Linked DNA regions of Gossypium hirsutum: region 2 is linked to region 1. The links are chromatin contacts, called in public Hi-C maps. All regions are on one chromosome and are shown on one strand. Each heading gives the region's core, a stretch centred on a gene start, on an enhancer-like site or on the middle of the called end of the contact. The rest is flanking DNA. Distances are from core to core; before and after follow the strand shown. Region 1 holds the start of LOC107943204 (40S ribosomal protein S4-like). Region 2 holds the start of LOC121228177.

Region 1 (6,564 bases), core at 1,327-3,826:
GGAAAACCTGTTATCAGTGCTATCAATGTTATAATTGGGGTTAATGATCACTTGCCACAAACTAAATCCATGAGAGAAGAACTACTTAGGGTTTCATGGCATCAGACCCTCACCCGTCCAAGTGCGCTACACTCATGGACAATCAATTTTGACCAATGGCTAAATCGGTAGACGGAATTAATTTACTGAACTGGATAAAAAAATATTTATAAACAAAGCCCGAATGAGAAAACGTAAACTTGACCTATTGTCAGATTGGCAAAAACCTGCAAGGGGCTCAATAAACTATAATGTCACAAGCTTGCTTTTGATAAAATTTCACCTGCGTTGCATTTGCATTACTTTACAATGAAAATGATGAGCATGGAAACAAATATTGCATTAGCTGGGAAGGAGTTCATCCCAAAGGAGGCAACTCTCATTTAACCAACAAAAGCACTAATATTCATGAAACAGCCGAGTATTCGATAATTTAAAGCCTGGTGGTAAAGTAGGTAACATCACCCGACAGAAAAAAAGATAAATTGCAAGAAGTAAATAGTTCTCAAAATTTTGCTCACAACTTCATAAATAAACAACTCCAGCTAATCTTTAGAATAAACTACTGCAGCAATACATATCTGGATGTCTTATGCTAAAGTTTAGGCAGCATTTTGGGCAGCAAGCCTCTTCCTAGCTTCCTCAATGATGGATAACTTGATACCCTTACCCTTAGGAAGGGACACCCATGGCTTTGTTCCTTTTCCGATGGTGAAGACATTGCCGAGACGAGTTGCAAACTCATGCCCAGCAGCATCTTGAACATGGATTGTCTCAAAGCTGCCCTTATGCTTCTCCCTGTTCTTAATTACTCCAACTCGCCCTCTGTTTCTCCCTCCAGTGACCATGACAACATTCCCAACATCAAACTTGATGAAATCAACAATTTTGTTGCTTTCAAGGTCTAGCTTGATGGTGTCATTAGCCTTGATCAAAGGATCAGGGTAACGGATAGTACGACCATCGTATGTATTCAAGTATGGAATACCTTTCTGGCCAAACTGGACAGATCGAACCTTGCAAAGCTTGAACTGCAAAATACGAAAAGGCACATGGATAATATTGTTATAACTAAAGAATGAAAAAAGTTGGAATACTCGAGTAGTATCATACAAATGTGATCAGAACAAGCAGATCAAACAAGTATAGATAGAGTATCCGAACCTTGGTTTCATCGCCACTGATGGCATGGAGACGAAATCGCCCTTTGGTGTCATAAAGTAGACGGAAGTCCTCATTTGTTTTAGGAATGGACACAACATCTGCCAGAAGGTAGTATAGCATGGTTAGACCATATTTGAAGAGAATAATTTAAGAAAGGCAGAGAGAAAACATTCAAATCCTAAAAAAAAAGTAGCTCTTAAAACAGTAGGCAGAAGGGAGGATTCTGAAGTCATGTGGAAAACCGAGTAACCATGCCAAATACAATTCATTCAACTAACTAGTTTGTATGCTGCAAATAAAATAAATCAACTGACAAAATCAGCTGAGGAAGTGAAGAGATACTACACGTACCCATGAAACCAGCTGGATAGGTCTTATCCGTCCTAACCTTCCCATCAACCATAACATGCCTCTGCATGAGAATAGCAATGACTTCTCTATAGGTGAGAGCATACTTCAATCGGTTTCGCAAAATAAGGATCAATGGCAAGCATTCCCTGGACTTGTGGGGACCAGACGATGGCTTGGGTGCCTGCAGAGATGGAAAACGAAAACATCATCTAAAACGGTATAGGTGATGGGTACAAAAAAAAGAGAGAGAGAGAGAGAGAGAACTGAATCAATAAAGAAAAAGAAGTAAACTAGTATGGAAGTGAAGGGATCAAGATGATGACATACAAAAGCACCACCAAGCTTGTCAAGCATCCAATGCCTGGGGGCATTGAGCCTCTTCAAATGTTTCTTCAACCCTCTAGCCTGTAACACACCGCAAAGAACAACATATCGTAAATGAAACTGAAATACATAAGGTGTCAATTTGTCTACCCATTACAAATAACAGAACAATGAATGAAGAGCAGGTAAAGAATCTAAGGTTCCATTCAAGTCCCCCATTCCCAATCAATCAAAACAACATTTATACTAAATAGGCAAGGAATTAGATAGATCCCGGCTACAATGAACAGTGCGAATCACAGAAAACCCAGATATAATAAACATTCAAAATCAATTAAGATTAGGCCAATTTTCATTTGCTTAGAAAGCTAGCCCAAAACTTTAAATAACAGTGATTAAACAAACTAAAATGGAATAGCCTAAGCAGCAAACCATGAAACTTACATAACTATCAAAGAATGAAATAGTTAAGAAAAGGTAAGAGGATCGAAGTTAGGAAAAGTAGAAGAAACTAACCATCTTGGAGAAATGAGGCTGCTTTGCTCAAAGTCTGTGTCTTGCTAGGGTCTTCAAACAAGAAACCCTAATAGCTGCATATTTTAATAGATGAGGGCATTATAGAGTTTTCGATCCAAATATGAATTGGGCGTCTGCCATGACCGAAACTATGTTTATGGGCCAGTAGCCCACAAAAAGATAAAATTTTGGGTTCATTATCCCCCCTTTTTTTATTGAAGTTGCTCAAGTTCTTTTGGGAATATACAATGGTTAAAATATGCTATAGGTCCCTGTACTTTTAATATTTAGAACTTAATCTCTCCACTTTTCAGATTTTAAAGCTCGGGTCTAATTTTTAATATTGTTAAATTTATTGATGTGATATTTTGAAATAAAAAAATATTCACTTGTTAATAATGTAACTAAAAAATGGTGTGCACTGAACCTGAATTTAATAAAATAATTTTAATTATGATAATAGTTAGACTTGAATTCTGAAATCTAAAAAGTAAAGGGGTTAAATTCTTAGAAATAAAAATATAAAGATTAAATTTTAAATTTATAAAAAGTATAAAGACTGGCATATTTTAACCATATACAATATAGGTTTAACTTATGGTTTTTGTACTTGTATTTTCATCATTTGGTACTCAATTTTGACATTTGTTTAACGTGGTACTTATGTTATTTTTGGCTAAATTTGGTACATGTATTTGATAAAAGTTATATATTTTGATACGCTTAATTTTTTAGGGTTCAATTTGGATTTTAGGGTTGATTTGATGAAAATTAATTTCTAATATAATTTGGTTTGAAATTTTCATAATTTTGTAAACAGAATAAATTTAGTGTTAATTGTGAATTTGTTTAAATTTACATTTAATTTGTCAAACACAATCCAATGGATATGATATAATTTAAGTTTTATGAACGGATGTGATATAATTTAAGTTTTATGAATGGATGTTATAAAAATTAATCGCTAATATTATTAGCTAATTATGAATTTTCATTTGATCAATTTTAAAATCTAAATTAAACACCAAAAAATTAACTTTATTATCTTTAAGTACCAAAATGTATAGTAAATTCGAATAAGAAATATTCTTCAATGAATATGAAATGAAATTGAATGGTTTCGAGGTTTCGAGTTTTTACAAGAGAAAACTAAATAAATAAAATGTCAAAACTTGCATATTTAGACACTCATCGATGTTTTATCGACATAAATATTTTTGTTAAATATTGTTTACTATTTGGTAAATTATTTATTTTCTGATTAAATTATAAACTAAAAAATTAAAAATTATAATATGCTCAAAATTTATATATTATTTATATATTTAAAACTTGATCTTCATAGTTTTATTTTTAAAAATTTAGTAATTTAGGTTTATTTATTAAGATTTTTATAAATTTTTTGTCAACTTTAAAATCCACATGGCTCAATCAATCTCCAACACTTGTAATAAATTGTCTCAAAGGATTTTGACATTAAACATTAAACAATAAACAAAATACTTAAATAAATATGTATTTTAACACAAGAAGACAAATCATTCCTCAATCATCAACAGTAGTTTAATCTTGAACGATGTGAATCAGAATAGTAGCTTCATCACTGGTGGGTGCTGCATCATCTGCTTATTCATAATTATAGACACTCACAATCAATATCCAAAAACTTGAAGCCAAAGCAACACCCCAGAAATGAAAAAATATTAAAAGTGATTTATGATGGTAAAAGAGTGTAACCTGGAAGAGATGTGGGCAACTGCGAGACAATGTTATCAATGATACCTCCTCCATCCTCTGTTTGCTCCTCTTTGTTCATACCCCCTCCTCCTCCTCCACCACCCTTTTCTGCCTCCGGTCTCAAACCAGATTCACCAAAAGCTTCAGCTTTTCCTTGAGCACTGATGCTTCCAGCTTTGGGACTTAAAGGACTGACCAAGTTTGAAATGATTTGATCAAAAAACCCACCTCCCTTCTCTTCATTTTTGGCCTCTGCACCTGCACTCATGGTCTCTTTCTCAGCTTCTTTAGCTTGGTTCTCTTCATCAGCATCTGATCCTGCAGTAACCAAATTTGAGATGAGATGATTAATGAATCCACTTCCATTAGCTCTCTCTTTCTCTTCCCCATGTTGTTTAGCTCCTGCTTCATCATCTCCCTTGGGATTAATGGGATGCAACAAGCTATCAGCTTCAGGCACAACATCATCCATCTTTTCTACGATTTTGATTAAGGGATTTGGTGGGACAGATATAGGTGTTATTTATACTGAGAGGCGGTGAAAGGGGGGAAAAAGGGGAAATAATAAAATATTGATAGAGAGGGCAATATCTTGATTATTAATTGGGTAAATAGTAGAAAAGGCCCAACAATAGGTGGACATGTGTCAGCTTGCTGGAGCCCTTCTCAAAGCATTTTTATGATTTCCATACATACATGGTCGGTGGCATCGAATACCGCCTTTGTCAGAAATGCAAATACTCTTGAAAACGTTATCGTTTCCCTTAAACAATTAAAATAACTTATTAGTCTACTCTTACTTTTCAAATATCAAAATTCTAATCCTATTATTAATATTGTTAAATTTATTAAAATAAAAATTTAATGGCATTAACAATTAAATTTGGATTTAAAAATCTCAAAAGTAAAAGTACTAAATTTCTACAAATAAAAATATAAAGATTAAATTTTAAATTTACAAAGAGTATGTGTACTAATTAATATTTTAACCAAACAAATATTATATAAAAGCAAGTGGGGAAATTTGCTTTCTTTTTATCATTTCCTACTCATTCTAATACATATTTTCCTTTGGTCTGAGACCCCAATGTCCGATAGTCCCGAGCCAAGTCAAACCCTAAAATGAAAGGGTAAAACAACTCAAATTCGAAATAATCCTCTAAACAATACATAGGCAGGCACTTCTATATTCCAAAAAGTCGGATCTTCATTGATCAGCATTGGAATCAATACATTGTCAAAAAAGCAAGTGTATCCCGTACAAGAGTTCAACATTGATCACCATCTATCATTTAAAACGAAAACTATGCCTACGTTCTTAAAAGAATCAGAAACCATCTCCTTTCGGTGATATATGAGATCAAATTCAATGGGGTTGATTGGTTATCAATATAAAACCTACAGGAAGTCAAGTCAGACCTTACCAATCAGAGTTAACTTCCTTATATGGTAGTTACGCTATGGATCATTCTCTCTTCGACCATACATAGCTTCCGCCTCAGCCTTCTTTTGTGCTTCCCTTTTCTCCTTCCGTCTAGCATCCCTCGCAGCAGAATCAGCCTGTACTTTCTCCATTATTGCATTGAAACCAGGAACTGTCCTGTCTAGTTTGTTAAAAACTTGGCTGCTAAGGTTGTAAAAGATTCGGAATATTCTCTGCAAGTATACAAAGAACAAAGGTTATAACAGAAGAATAGATACTTTAACAATTACCATAACATGTTATTTTAACAAAAGCATCTTTAACAATTCCTAGGATGATCGTCCCAATAAAAAGAACTAGTATACATTGAAAGCAGGCTAGATACTTTAGTTATCAAACTTGCAACTTGACCAACATCGTACTCGGAAGAGATTACACCCTACCGTGACATCCTTATTCCAATGTCTAATGTACGGAGGACCAGTTGTGTAGGTACCAAGAGGCTCACGATACCACTCTCCACCATAGGTAATCTCATCCATTGCTTGCTCAACACTTAAAACTTCCCATGGCCTTAACCCAGGGATAACTTTAGCCAACTTTTGCCTGCCTCACAGAAGCAACTAAATTATTAACATTTTTCTCGATATATAAGATGACAACCATAAATAAATAAATAATAATAATAAAAAAGAAGTAATTTCAGCAATATGATGTACAAATATCTTCAAAACCAGATAAGGTAGGCTAGAAAAAAGAGACGTAATACCGAAGATCTTTTGAGATGTATTTATTTGGCATATAATCAGCTTCCAAAAGAGTTGTCATTTCAGAGCCACCAGCCCAAAGAAATAGGGCATGGCTAGGTATTCTAACACCAGGCCATATGCCATCATTAGCTTTTAAAACGGCCAAATCACGTCTTTTGCTCTCTATAGCTTCATGTTGAAGCTGCTTATAAGTTTTCTCCTCGTATCCTTTAAGGGGAACCCAAGGAGGTATACCTTTCT
Region 2 (6,564 bases), core at 1,885-4,384, 190 kb before region 1:
AACTCCGCTTAATTATGCTAGATCTACTATTAAACAGGGACTTTTGCTCCACTGAATAAGCACATCAAAACCTGAATTAATATCCTGAAATATTAAAGCAAGAATTAAGAACACATAATTAAGAATAAGAACAAGTATTTATCATATAATTCAAATAGTGATAAGATCTGTCTTAGGTTTCATCTCCCATAGGTATTTAGGGAGTTTATTTCATAACGATGGGGGAAAACATCTCAAAATTGAGAAAACAAAGAAACATAAAGAAACCTAAAGAACTTTTAAAGAAATTGAATGGAGATCTTCAGTCTTGTAGTAGATCCTGCTTCTGAGCTGATTCCGATAGCTGTCTTCGAATATTCCTTCTACTCTGTATATCCTCTTTTGATCCTCTTCTAGGGTGTTTATATAAACTTTGGAATGCCTAAAATAGCCCAAAATTATCCTTTTCCGAATAGAATTAGACTTGGGCTCGACAGGGACAAGGCCGTGTGCCACGCCTGTGTGAAGGTGCTCAGGCCGTGTGCAATTTTGATGTGGTTTAATGTCGACACGACCATGACATACGGGTGTGTGGCCTGCCCGTGTGTCACACACGGGTGTGTGAATTACCCATGTGGAAGTGCCTAGGCCATGTGGAACACTGAAATCAGCCTATTTTGTCCGTTTTTGGCTCGTTTCTTGCTCTTTTCACTTTCCTATGCTCTCCTGAGTATGAAACATGAAATTAAAGGATTAGGAGCATTGGATTCAATAAAACTAATGATAAGTCATCTATAAATATGCCAAGCATGGGATGAAAATATGTATATATTATGGTTTATCAAATATCCCCACACTTAAGCATTTTCTTGTCATCAAGCAAAATCCTCAACTCGCAATTAAAATAAATTCTTCTCAACTTATAATTCTCATAAAAAATGTTTTGAAGTAATCCACAAGTAATCATACATTGAGAATTCAACTAAAAGAACATTAAAGTTTCAAACAATCCAAGTTGAGCATTTTAATCATAAGATCATAGGTATTCCCCTTTATCTAAGTAATAACCTTTAACTCCAAATCGACAAGGGTTGACATCCTCACTAAAGATTCACTCAAATCACTCAAAGTGTTTAAGGTTCAATAATTAAGCACTCAATAGTCAAACATGAAAAGTTATTATCATAGGTTTGCATGAAAATTAAATCTCCAACACTATAAATGAGATGATACACAAAGCAAAAGGTCTTTAACAGGGTTGTAATGGGGCTTAGGTTAAAGGTGTGGATAAAGGCTGAAAAAGAGGGTTAGAATCGAGATTAATTTAATAAATTACCAAACTTAGAAAAATAAAGCTAATTACTGAATTACAAACAAGTGCCAGAATTAAACTATCCAAAACTAATGAAGTGAGCTTTTTCTCAATATAATAACTTTAACTTATCTAAGCTCTTTATAACAATATGTAATTATATGAATATAAATATAAGGTTTTTTTAATTATTTTTTTTAAAAATAAGAACAAGTACAATAATGGAAAGTACATAATAAGAAATAATTCAGCAGCTGAAATAAACGAACATAGTTAGGTAACTAATCAAATCAAATCTCGATAAAAAAGGAAGTCAATAAAAAGAGAGAAATTCTTAATGAATAAAAAAAAAGGTTAAGTTGTGGGTTAACATTAAGGGGAAAATCAAGAAACAATGGTTAAGGCTAAAAGGGGTTCACTAAGGGTCAATTATGTGGGTAGACTTTTTATGGGGTAAGTAGGTTAAAACCTAAGTGCCTTTATCATCTCAGTATATCAAATCAAAGATGTGGTCTTGACATGCATAATCGAAGCAAGTTCTAGAATAAAAAATCAATGTTGACACACTCATAACCAATAAAATAAGTGAGCAAGAAAGATATATGCTCTAAAAGACTCAAAATCTCACGAAAATTATGGGTATTTGATGTCAATCCTGTAAATTCAAATATCTCAATTCAGGAAACAACCTAGCAATTTTAATTCTCAAAAGTCAACTTATCATGCTTGATTCTCTAATGTATATATTATGGTTTATCAGGATTTAACAAATCCTGTTCAAAGAAATGGAACTCATGGTAGTTTTAAAATTACTCGGAAGAAACATTGGGTATAGAGCTCTAAACAATCGAATCAGTAGCCTTTGGAATCCTTCCAAGCCTTTTCATTTTATGGACATAGAGAATGAATATTATATGGCTAAATTTCAATCCATTGATGATTATACTAAAGTTTTGTCCCAGGGTCCTTCTTTGATTTATGGTCAATATCTTACAGTTCAAACTTGCACAAAAGAATTTAGTCCCTTACAACCTTATCCAAGCATGGTTTTGGCTTGGATATGGTTACCAGGTCTTCTAGGATTTTTATACAAAAAGAAAATTCTTGAAGAAATAGGAGGGATTATTGGAAAAGTTGTTCGGTTAGATTTCAATACCGATAGTAAGATTAGAGGCCGCTTTGCTAGGATGGTTGTTTACATCAACTTCGACAAGCCTTTGATTGCTCAAGTCCTTGTGAATGGCATGAACCAGAGAGTTGAATATGAAGCGTTGCCGACTATTTGCTTCACATGCTGGAAGCACGGTCATACTAAGGAGTTATGTGCTTCGCTGCAATCGGAGCTCGCACCGGAGAAGGACCAAATGAATGTTACTCCGACGGAGGTGGGGAAAGGAGGAGAAGGCGTTGTTTACGGGCCATGGATGGTGGTCAAAAGGAAAGCATAGAGCAATTCTCGGAATAATAATCTGATTAAAATGAATATAAGGGAGAAAGGCAAATTGGGTTCCAGATTTGATCTGTTGACTAATTTGGAAGGTTTGGTGGATTTGGAAAATGAGAAATAAGGGAGAAGATAAAAAGCTGGCCAAATTTTAGGTTAACTTGAAGGCTGGAGCTATTGTGGAGAAACAGAGACTTAAATCTCGGGGTAGCCTTAATTCTAATAGGAACATGCAGCTGGGGGGAGACAAAATGGGCTTTGGGACATTGAATTTACAAAAGGCAGATTTAGAATCTAATGGTCCAATAAGTCAGTCAAACCATGTGGAAGATTATGTTTTTTCAGTAGTCGGCCCAACTTTAAACAAGTCTATAGTGGACCTTTCAAGTAGTGAAGTGCTTTAGGCCAATAACGTGGTGGCCCCAAGCCGCACAGAACCAGCCTCTCTTTCTAATAAAGCAAGGAATTCCCTGATGCGTTTGATTGATTCTGATTTTAATTTTTTGACTGGCGATAAGCTTCTTAAAATGCATGTCAATAATTCCAATTCAACGCCAGTAAATATTTCTTGTTTTAACCTAATTTTTGTTGATCAGGGGGCGAACGTTGATGATGGTTCTGCTATGACATCCAAGCCTGCTTCTTCGAAGTTGAATCTGGTCGAAGTTCAGGTAGCTGATTCTTTTGGTGGATTAAATCGCAATAAACATACTGCTGTTTCTTTCAAAGAAAAATGACCAGCTGGTGGTGTTAATTTAGAAAGGACCTCTATGCAAAATTCAGGTGTTAACAAGAATCAGATTACGGGGAAAATAATGGGGGGTAAAGATGAGGGTTTTTGGGCCACTAGGAAAATAAATAAAATTACGCATGGGAAAGGGAATAATTTTAAAATTAAAAATTCTTTTAAATTTTCTTTGATTGATTCTATGTCTAGGTTGGCTCAGTCTGTTTCCATGCTTAAAAGTGCTGACTCAGGTGCATCTGACCCAAGTGCTAGTAAAAGAATTTAATTATGACTCGTATTGTTCTGGTTTAAATGGTTTACTGAGGTTTTGTTATTTTTATTATTTTCTTGTCTATTTTTTATGGATTTAAATCTTACAATTTTTTCTTGGAACTGCCAAGGCTGTGCGAGTAGTAAATTTCTCTGAGATTTTCATGTGTATAATCTTGAGCATAAAACGGATATTGTGTCTCTTGAAGCCGAGAGTCAGTGGTAAAAAAACTAATTCTATCATTGATAAATTGGGTTTTGATCTTTCTCATCGCATTGAGTTTGTTGGTTTTTCAAGTGGCATATAGGTTGGATGGAAGGATTATATTTCCATTAGTATTATTCATAATCATCCTCAGTTCATGGTTCTACGTATTCAGGGCAATAATTTTTATAATTTTTTTTTTATCTTTGTTGTGTATGGTAATCCTGATAGAGCTAAGAGGAAATCTCTCTGGACTGATTTAATGGATGTTTTGCCTCAGGATCCTTTAGCATGATTGATTTTGGGTGATTTTAATGTCATTATCTCTTCTAAGGATAAAAAAGGTGATCGCTCCCCAGGTCAGAGATGTAACTTATTTGGTAATTTTGTGGAATTGTGTAATGTGCAGGATCTTGGATTTATAGGACCATCCTTTACCTGGCAAAGAGGTAACACGCATGAGCGATTAGATTGAGCCCTAGCTAATGATGCTTGAATTTCTACGTTTCCACATACTCTCGTTTACCATCTTCCACGTATTAAATTGGATCATAGACCCATTCTTTTAAAAACTAATCCTGAGCTCAGTGTTCTGAGAGGGAGACCGTTTCGATTCCTTGCAGGATGGATGAAGCACGCAAATAAAGAATTGGTCTCAAATAAATGGAGATTCTCAGGTAATATGGCTGATTCTTTATCTGAATTTACCTTACATGTTAAAGATTGGAACAGGTCCGTATATGGATTTATAGGAACGTGTAAAAGACAACTTTTGAGGTCACTTGTGAGCATTCAAAAGGCCATGGATCAGTCGACCTCTAGTAGGTTAGTTAACTTGGAGATGAGGTTCGTGATGAATTGAAGAGTCTGCTTAACCATGATGAGCTTTTATGGAGGCAAAAGGCTAGATATGATTAGCTGTAGTTTGGGGATCGTAATACCAAGTTCTTCCATAGTCACACTATGCAAAGTGATGGTCGTAAAACTAACTAAAAATTTGACTAAGGCAAGCGCACCTATCGAACAGTAGTATAGTTATGGTGAGATCGAAAATATCATATCCACAGGGACTAAAAATATTAGTAATTATTATCTTTTTATTACCTAGCCTAAAAATTAAGAGAATATTTTATCTAAACTAATTATCTAATTAACTAAGATTACGATAGAGATTAAAGTTGAAAAGTACTTTTTAGAAAACCGATGGAGAAGACAATACCCAAGGAAGAATCCACCTAGACTTTACTTATTACCTTTGAACTAGACGATTTATTCACTTGACTTAATCAGTAGAAATCCCTGAATTATGTTAATATCCCTTTCGAGACTAAAAATAACTGACTCTAGGTTGATTAATTGAAACCTCTTTCTAATTAAGCCTCTATTATCGCATTAACTCAATCTATGGATTCCCTTATTAGATTTGTCTCTAATTTGGCAGATTTATGTCGTCCTATCTCTAGGATTGCATGCAACTCCACTTAATTATGAATGATCTACTCTTAAATAGGGACTTTTGCTTCATTGAATAAGCACATCAAAAACCTAAATTAATACCCTGAAATATTAAATAAGAATTTAGAACTCACAATTAAGAATAAGAACAAGTATTTATCATATAACTCAAATAATAATAAGATCCGTCTTAGGTTTTATCTCCCTTAGGTATTTAGGGAGTTTAGTTCATAATAATAATGGAAAACATCTTAAAGTTTGGAGAACAAAAAAACATAAAGAAACACAAAGGGCTCCTAGGAGATTGAGTGGAAGTCTTCAGTCTTGATGTAGATCATGCCTTCGAGGTGATTCCGATGGCTTTCCTTAGGTATTTTCTGCCTTCTACTCCGCGTGTCCCTTAATCCTCTTCTAGGGTGTTTATATAGACTTTGGAATGCTCAGAATAGCCCAAAATTGACCTTTTCCAAATAGAATTAGACCTAGGTTTAACAGGGACACGACCGTGTGCCACTCCCGTGTGAAGGTACTCAAGCCGTGTGTAATTCTAAGTTGGGTTTTAGTCGACACGGCCATGAAACACGGGCGTGTGGTCTGCCCGTGTGTCACACACTTGGGCCGTGTAAAACACTGATTTAGGCCTAATTAGTCCATTTTGACCCGTTTCTCACTCTTTTTGTTATCTTAAGCTTTCCTGAGAGTAAAACATGAATTTAAAGGATTAGGAGCATCAAATTCGATAAAACTAAGGAAAAATCATCTATAAATATGCCAAGTATGGATAAAAAATATGTATGTATTATGGTTTATCACAAAGGAGGAAATTTAATTGCATTATGGCCTTACACATCAGTAATGAGGAGTGGTGTTCGGATCAGTCTATTCTTATTGATGAGGCCGCCAGGTTTTTTGAGAAATTATATCGTGAAATTCCAAGTCTCATGACTGATATTCCCTTGAATATCTTTCGCCGCCTTAAGTAGCAAGACATTGACTTTCTCAAAAAACCAATGTTGAATGATGAAACCAAGAAGGCCCTTTTCGACATGGCTCCGCTGAAAGCTCCGGGAAGTGATAGTTTTCATACACATTTCTTTCAAAGTCAATGGGACTTAGTTCGAGGGACGGTTTGTGAGTGGGTTCAGGGAATCTTTGCTGGTAATAGAATTGAG

The links. Hi-C and Micro-C count contacts between places; a contact is called where the count stands out from the background.
Region 2: a Hi-C map of leaf shows a contact between it and region 1, with 3 times the contacts expected there. The contact joins the promoter of LOC121228177 here to the promoter of LOC107943204 in region 1. A contact is called at or near these places in 18 of 34 Hi-C or Micro-C datasets (anther, callus, fibers and 4 more).

What each region holds. Positions count from the first base shown.
Region 1 is chrA04:78,509,142-78,515,705 of Gossypium_hirsutum_v2.1, reverse strand. It overlaps LOC107943204 (40S ribosomal protein S4-like), which reads right to left and starts at 2,576. Exons shown (of 5, transcript XM_016876948.2): 1 at 2,395-2,576; 2 at 1,882-1,959; 3 at 1,555-1,735; 4 at 1,204-1,301; 5 at 422-1,070. The coding sequence starts at 2,397. The coding sequence ends at 642. It overlaps LOC107943205 (protein TIC 56, chloroplastic), which reads right to left. Exons shown (of 5, transcript XM_016876949.2): 3 at 6,324-6,564; 4 at 5,998-6,160; 5 at 5,321-5,787. The coding sequence ends at 5,590. It overlaps LOC107943202, which reads right to left and starts at 4,603. Exons shown (of 2, transcript XM_016876946.2): 1 at 4,132-4,603; 2 at 3,840-4,016. The coding sequence starts at 4,603. The coding sequence ends at 3,958.
Region 2 is chrA04:78,700,191-78,706,754 of Gossypium_hirsutum_v2.1, reverse strand. It overlaps LOC121228177, which reads left to right and starts at 3,134. Exons shown (of 5, transcript XM_041111430.1): 1 at 3,134-3,406; 2 at 4,347-4,386; 3 at 4,561-4,614. The coding sequence starts at 3,209.